Regions from separate parts of the Thunnus thynnus genome. Here region 2 is linked to region 1. Evidence: chromatin contacts called from public Hi-C data. All regions are on one chromosome and are shown on one strand. Each heading gives the region's core, a stretch centred on a gene start, on an enhancer-like site or on the middle of the called end of the contact. The rest is flanking DNA. Distances are from core to core; before and after follow the strand shown.

The links. Hi-C and Micro-C count contacts between places; a contact is called where the count stands out from the background.
Region 2: a contact with region 1 is called in a Hi-C map of muscle, with 3 times the contacts expected there. The contact joins the promoter of foxo3b here to the promoter of sesn1 in region 1. A contact is called at or near these places in 3 of 3 Hi-C or Micro-C datasets (heart and muscle).

What each region holds. Positions count from the first base shown.
Region 1 is chr18:18,744,310-18,748,718 of fThuThy2.1, forward strand. It overlaps sesn1 (sestrin 1), which reads left to right and starts at 1,284. Exons shown (of 10, transcript XM_067572812.1): 1 at 1,284-1,386; 2 at 2,626-2,945. The coding sequence starts at 2,667.
Region 2 is chr18:18,884,904-18,888,957 of fThuThy2.1, forward strand. foxo3b (forkhead box O3b) reads right to left here and starts at 2,525. Exons shown (of 4, transcript XM_067572871.1): 1 at 2,232-2,525; 2 at 1,146-1,867. The coding sequence starts at 1,697.

The DNA.
Region 1 (4,409 bases), core at 34-2,533:
TATGGAAAACTATTTAGAGTAGATTCAACTATATTGTCATTGAACAAGTACAAGTACTTAACCATGTGATGCAGTTGGCATCTAACCAGAGTGCAATTTAGGCATAAAGTGCTGATGTGTCTCGGACTCAGAGCAGCTTACAGGATATACAAGATGTAGATATACAGATATACACTTGTGCAGTGATGCAGTATGTTAAATAAAGCGGCATTGTGGTGAATAAAGGGTTCAGTTTGTTAGGGTTTATTACAGTTCAGCAGAGAAACAGCAGTATAGGGAAAAAAAGGCGTTCCAACCCTGATTTTTACCAGTTTTAAAAGTTATGCATAATAATTGTTTGTAAAACCACCATATCACCCGAAAATATTAACATGACCACAATGTCTTCAGTAGCAGCTTTGGCTTTACAGGATCCCAACAGGTCGCCCGATTGGACCAGGGCCTACTTTGCATTAGGAAAATAGTCATCTTACGGTCTGCAAAATGTGCAATTGAAATGCATCTCTTTGAGGCATGGGCGCTGTCCCCTAAAACCAATGCTAAACCAAATTTTCTTCACTAAGGCTATTGAAGGTTAGTAACGTGTCATAGCCAGTCTATTAATCAATGACTCGGTGTACATTTGCACAGCTGTATGCAAATACAGCCTGCTACATATCTGCAGTATGTCAGGTGTGTTGCACTGAGAGAAGTTACCTGCGAGACTTGTTTTGCTATTTGCAAAACACTTGTGTTTCTTTTTGCAGATTTTTGCATCTTTTGTAGATTTCTATTCTCTACTTTCTCATTTACAACAAACACACTTGTCCTGAAAACATACTTGCATTACATGGCTCAACAGAATCGCATTTCAACTTCTATCAGTCAATTTCACATGTTGACATTCACATATTAACATATTGTTTAACTGATCATTTTGGTAAGTAGTTTGACAGTTCACTTGAATACAAAAGGGGGTTAAATACAACACTATTCGAGTGGAAATGTACAACATCTCCCTCTCTCTCCCTGTCTGTTTTTCTGTCTCTGTTATTTCTGATAAACAAGAGAAGGGGGGCCAGCCACCGACGCAATGTATTATGGGAGATGTATTTCTGAAGCGCTAGACCCCGCCAGGCACAGTGAATGTTAAGAGATTTAGAGAATCCAACTCCCATAAACCCTCCCCCGGGAGCATGGCAACTCCCCACCAACCAATCATTTGTCAGAGTCCTCATAGTACCGCCCCTAGAATTCCAATGAACGCCGCTCATTGGCCGGCCCGTTGTGCCAATCAAACGCTAACTCCCGAGTTGTTGCCTCCTGCCGTTTGTACCCTGGTAACTGGTCAGTGCTGTAAGCAAGGCGTCCCGTATCAGAGGAACTGCGCCAAAGAATGTCAATAAAGTGAGTATTTGAGTATGACACTTTTTACTTTTGGCACACGTTGAAAGCTTTGTGTGTGGGAATGTTGTTTTTCACCGCGGTTCTGCGGTACTTTACCGGTGTCTTTGTTAACGGGCAGCTTGAAAGACCAGGCAGAGAGAGATTGAATGGAGCTCACTAACGTTAACTGACAAGCTGCGTATTTGTACATTTTTTAATCATGATAGTCATTTCAAAAGCTTATTATCGTTTGCACAATCGATAGTTGGCAATAACACTTTAACTGCCTGCTTATGGAGGACAGTATACTAGTTAAAGTGCAGGATATTTATAAAACCAGGCTGTTTTTCTTGGAAGAAGGTAATAGACCAAGTGTCACTGTGGTGCAACTGATACATTTCTGGTAAACAATTTTCAACATTTTCAACAACCTAACCGGTACTGGATTTTTGAAGCCGATACAGAAATCCTAACAGATTTGTTGTAACAATCTGATAGTGATGTATTGCCGATTTTTTTTTTTTTACATAAACTTCTAACATTTACATGTTTGATAAATTCCTTAACTTTGCTTATTAAGAAATTGTGACCAGAGTGAGGTCAGGTGTTATGATGACATATAACATGTGACAATATAAATTTGTCAGCTGCCTGAGATTTTTTCCATACCATTCATATTGATACCGTGGCATTGATACCTTTTAATTTAGTGTGATATCAGTGTGATTTTTTGCAGCATTGTAATGAAGTACCTTCATTTGATTGGTACTTGGTTTGCTGTTTTTTTAAGTCTATAAACAGAATGTTATTTGATTTTCAAGAAAATTTACTTTATCACAATATATATTGCAATATAAAAAATGCATATATAGATAGAGGTTTTATCCATATTGCTCACGCCTATGTAGTACTGAGCATGACATTTTACAGTTGAAAAATAAACTTATATGCTCCCTGGTGCACAAACTACGTAATAGCAGCAGTGTTTCTAAATTACAGCAAATACATTTTTGTGCTTGTTGCTTATCAGCAGACATCCAGTATGTGCTGATACCAATATATGTATATGTGAGGTGTGATAAGCTAATATTGGCCAGAAATATCGGCTGGCTGAATTATCAGTCAGACTCTAATTCTGCCATGCTATGTTTGACCGCTCCCCATAAGCATGATATTCAAAACATCTAGCAAATGTTGTTTGAACACACTGCGATGCTGTGATGTAAACTTGGACTGTTTCATGTATCATTTGTTGTGCAGCCTGTTGTAAGACAGCACAAGCATTAGTCCTACGTCAAAAGATGGAAGTGCAGGACCAGGAGTCTCTGGGGAGATGGGACGGGCTGGGCAGCCGGGATGCCAGCTCCAGATCTGCAGCCATGGAACACATCGGCCAGGAGGTCATGAAGAAAGTTGAGGCTATCGGGCCCATACCAGCATCGCCCCTCTTGCCTCCAGCACTGGGAAGCCTGCCTAACAGTGACCTGAATGACATCCTGGCTCACCTTCTCATGCTCTCCAGACGATGTCCTTTCGAAGATGTCAAGGAGCGATGCATTCGGCTTCTAAAGGCTGTCCAGGTAGGAGATTCATACAGTTTATATGAGACCATGGTGAGCCTTTTTGTACTAAACCAGCACCAGGCAGTCATACGTCCTCTCATACTAGGGCTTATGGTATTGTTCTGCTGCCATCTGCCTCTCTTCACCTCTTTATAACCATTGTAAACATTGTGCTTGAGTCAGAACCCTGTGCTAAGACCAATGCATGTTTTGTCAAGTGAATTACGGTCAATGACACGGTGAGACACCATGAACTCATTAACACTTAAACACTACAAGAGCCAAGGATTTACCAATCCAACCCTTCAACCACATGCACGCACAAAGACGAGCACATCAAGAATTAGTAAACAGTATATATTACAAGTATACAGAACAAATACCATTTCATCTTTAAACCTAGAGACTTGATTAATTTGATTGTCATCAGACTTTGGCTTAATTAGGTGAGTGAAAAGAAAGTAAGACTATTGTTATCTAGAGTTCATTAAGCACACTTAGGCTGAAAAATGTGCAATTTAATCAAAAATACCTGTAGTAATTACTGTTATTCAAGTAATAAGCTCATTTAACTCAAGATCATAAGATGTTCACATGACTAAGGGTTTTAAAAAGCTGAAGATACAAAACAAGTTTTTAATTTCTTACGTTTTATTTAGATGGTGGCAGCAATTTAGATGATCCAGAGAGTCTTACATCGAGTACAACAGTAGAATAACCTTAAATTCCTCGATCACCGTGGTTACAAGCAACACTATGGTAGACTGTTTAAATTGGCCACATCATGGACATAAACTGGTGCTGTCCATCATAAGTTGCTAAAGGACTGAACACATGAGATATTGTAACTGTAATCATACAATATATGTTATGACTTATAAAAAATTGTCAAATTAGGAACAGTTATAACAGTATATAGATTGCCATCATTATAATACATGAAATTGAACAATTATGCAACAATTTGCTTGATTGTTTCTTGAAAAATAAAACAAAGAATGACCAGTTTCGGCTCCGAAATGCATTTTATGATTTCATTAAATGTTTTTGTCACAGCCACACACAGCTCCACCTATAAAACCATCATTGACGCCGCATTTTCACACAGAGCTAAGACATGTTTACTGAAAACACTCAGTAGCACTCGCCATCATCAACATCACGCCAATATGAACCCTTGCATTTCTTACATAATTTTTAATTTTTTTTAACATATTAGGTATGGTCTGTCAGTTCGATGTTTCAGTTTGATGATTACATATTTTTTTTTTTTTTTGCACAGTGCTGTTGATATGTTTGATTTGTAGTGTGACAGGTGTGACAGTCTGAAGTTCAGTTATTAATGAATGCAGGGATATAATATTACAGGCTGGCTGAAGGGGAAAAAAATGGCTGCCAATATAAACATTATATGCTTATATCAGCTAAACTCAATGCTAGCACTATCAGTATGCCATGAGAGTTTTCTTGTTATTGCAAATG
Region 2 (4,054 bases), core at 1,275-3,774, 140 kb after region 1:
CCTCTGATGGGTGTTAATCTCTGCTCTCTGACCTTCTGCTCCTCCCTCCTCTTCTGTCACTTTTCACGGGGGCCCATATGTCTTTTGGGTGACCAGATCGCCTTCTTTTAAAAGAAGCTTTACCCTTAACTCACGGCAACTCAGTGGTTATGTAATTCCCCCATGGCAGGATCAGCAACCTTGGCAGTTGTCTACCTGACCCAAGAGACTGACGAATGCCTGCCAAGGTTTACATAACAAATGGCAAACTGGGCAATGCCGCTGTGGCTACAGTAACACGGCAGAAATGTAGCCTCTAAATATAAATGTAAAAAAAAAACAAACATAAAGTGATAAAACCCATATGGTCACTATAAACTCACTATTCACAACTACACACACACTAAATGACTGTAAGAGCACCACATGGATTTTCATAGTGGAGGGTTTTTTTTGCCTATATAGCAGAGGTCTTCTCAGGATTCATATTTTTCCACAGAGTGTGATCGTTATATCGTTTTGTTTACTTTCAGCCTGTGTCCTATTAATGGATTAGCTGCTGTTCAGTAAACTGTCTTATGTAATTGTATCAATCTCTGGTCAAATAGGCTACTGTGTTTCCAGACAAACCGGTTACAACGTTTCTGTTTGCTCTAATTCCAGCCATGTGACTGACTGAGGCCTCAGAGGAATATTATGCACATAACTCATCAAAAAAGTCAAATAAAAAGAGAACAAAAAACCTGCATCTGATGTAGTTTCAATCAAAACTACACAATCTTATGATTATATATGTATTACATTTCAGATCACAAAATATCATGTTTTGCTCCAGTTTTTTTTTTTTAGATAATTGTGTGCAGGTCACCAAACCTCACTCTGCTTAGAGATTAATGATCTTGAATGCCCTCCTGGGGGGATTTTTTCAGAATGATCTGCAATTTCCATTAGAATGATAATGAGAGGTATAATGAGTGCCAGACTTTCCAAATAGACGCTCGTAAAAACATGACTGCGCTGGTATAATTGTGTGCGTGCGTGAGTGTCTGTCTGTGCGTGAACGTCAGTGGGTTTACAAGCCACATGCTTTTTGTTTTTGTTTTGATGGAGGAAGGAGGGGGGGCTGGGTGGATGTGTGGGTGAGTGGGTGGTGGGACGACTCTTACCTTCCATCCTGCAGAGCTGTTGCTGTCGCCTTTGTCTTTGAAGTAGGGGATGGATCTGACCATCCAGTCATAAATTTGGGACAGTGTCAGTCTCTTGTCCGGCGCGCTCTCAATGGCTTTGGTTATCAGGTCGGCGTAGGAGAGATTCCCCCAAGCGTTACGGCGAGATGATGCTTTCCTCGGGGTCTGCTGAGCAGCCAAGCTGCTCGGGGTCAATGCGCCAGAGGTGGCCGTCGGGGAGTGCGAGGAGAGCGGGGAGCCTCCGCTCTCGTGGCCGGGAGAGGAGAGCGCTCCATCGGCTGCGGGGCTGTTGCTGCTCTGGTCCTCTGTTGCCACGCCAGAACCATTGATGGCCGTAGGGGTGGCACTGTCCTCTTCATCATCCTCCTCCTCAGGTATAATATCTGTGTCATTGCTCTCCGGTTTCACCGCGTTCGAGTCTGGTCGTGGCAGCGGCCAGGTGCAAGATCTGGGCCGCTTTTGAGGCTCGAAATCTGGGTCGATGACCACGTCCAATTCCGGGAGTGTGTCGGGGAGCGGAGCCTCAGCCATTGTCTCCTGCCCCAGTCACAATGTCGCCCCCGCTGCCAGGTAATAAAGTTATAAGACAAGAAATGAAGAGCTGTCAAAGTCGCATCCCATGAATGCGCGCTCCCGTCCTTTGTTGCTATTCCACACCAGCGAAGTCCAAACAGGGCCAAGAGCAACTTAGTTATTAACGCCTGTTGAAGACATAAAGAAATAATAAATAAACCTAACACACTCAGTTAGAGCCAAATTAAAATACAACCGCTTCCACAAAAAGATATAAAACACTGCAGCTGAGTGTGAAGGCTGAACACACAAGAAGCTTCAATAAACTACTTCTTTAAAATGACAAAGGGGTTTAAATGAAGCTATTTGCCTCTCTGAGCTTCACTACATTCATAAGATTAGACTACTTGCTCATGAATTGGAGCTCTACTCAAAATCCCGTCCTGGTGCAAGCAGCTGAATCCACCTACTGGAGATCAATGGCTCAGGAGAAAGTGCTCCGACCTCATCTCACTGGGAATAAATAATCTCTTAAGACTTTAAAGGAAATACCTTGCGCTCCGTGGTACCAAAAACCAGAAGAGGCTAGATCCCGGATTGTCCACTTCCAGATGCCATCTTGCCTCTTTTCTCTTTCACTCCTCAAGTGCGCTCTGCGATATAGAGACAGACAGATAGGATGTATGCAGGGCAAGTCAGTGTCGATGTGGAATAAGACTGCCACCTCACTCTGGGTTACTACTGTATCTCGATTTGTTCTCCTCACAGCGCTGCACGCATATACACACACACACACACACATACACATACACGCACACACATACACACACACACGCACACAGACACACGCATGCAAGTCGATCAAGGTCCAGCCCCCTGGATCCTGTGCATGGGATCGCCTTTTAAAGAGACACTACAGTCCTAAAGGACGGTGCTGCCTGTGTGCAGGGCGACTTAACAGAGGCTGGGACACGTCCTGACATGTTGGTGATGAGCACAAAATAGAAACACACAGCAGAAGAGGGAAGGAGAATTATTATACTGAATTGATATATTATTATTATTTTTAGAGAGATTAGAGAGAAATCGAGCCGGTAAAAGTGGTGTTTACATACCCAACTTTAGTTTTCAGTTTAGGATCAGTAAAATAATAACTGGCACTAGCTACAGGTGTGCTGCAGGTTTCTACTTTGTTAGAAGCCGTTCAGTTTGATGAAAAGCAATTTAGAGTTGCAACTAACAATTATTTTCATTATCAATTAATCTGTGGACTATTTTTGTTGATTAAACAATTAATCCCTCCATAATATGTGCGACCAACAGCCCAAAAATCCAAAGATGAACGAGCAAATACTCACATTTGAGAAGCAGGAACCAGTGGATTTTAGACATGTCTGCTTAAAAATGACAATCAATATAGTTTCTAATTGATTTTCTATCGACTCCTAATTGATTAATCACCTAATTGTTGCACCTGTAAAACAGTTGCAATTATTTACTGTGTTGAAATAGAAACTGTGTTTAAAAATGACCTCTTGTCATCGTCCAAATGTTCATTTTTAAAGAAATTATGTGTAAAATATCTGCAGATTTATGCAATGGCATCACTAAAACATTATGTCAATGTAAACTCACTAAGAATCATCATAATCACATTGCCAGATGATTTTTTAAGGAATTTTAGGCAATAAGAATTTAATTTTTGCTAGGATTAGTTAAATGTTTAATACATGAATTCAACATTATGAAACGTCCTGAATGTTAGTCAATGGAATATTTATTAATATCCTACATTTCATAATATCACACATATTGTGATTTCTGCTTTAACTTCTCTATATATCTTTTGCCATCAGCCTCTTGTTGATTGTGCCTTTAATCAGCGTGCCAGGCTGTCAATCACGTCTGTCAGGGCGCGCAGGCCACGCCCCCTTTCTGGAGCCCGTTCCACCTCGTCCAGGATGACGTCATCCCGTTTATTAGCCAGAGATAAAGGAAGAAATCCTAGATGGGTCTCCATCTGTAAGTGATGCCCTGGACCTCCCTCCTCCTCCTCCTCCTCCTCCTCCTTGACTGGATCAAAACAGCCTCGTCCACGTCTTCTTTGTTTCACCGAGGGCTGCAAGGTGCGCGTCCACCTGCGCGTGCTCGCCGTTTCTGTGCAGGAATGCGCATTCACAGCTGACCATAACAAGATTCCACTTTGATATACCTTGAGGGATTCAAGGTGTTTGTGTGATACTCAAATATGTTGTGTGTTTTGACAAATCACAGTAATGTAATATTTTAGGATATTATGTGGTGTTTATTATGCTGTGATAAGGTGATGATGTCATAATATTATTTCTTATGGGACTGGGCAAGGGTTTATTCTT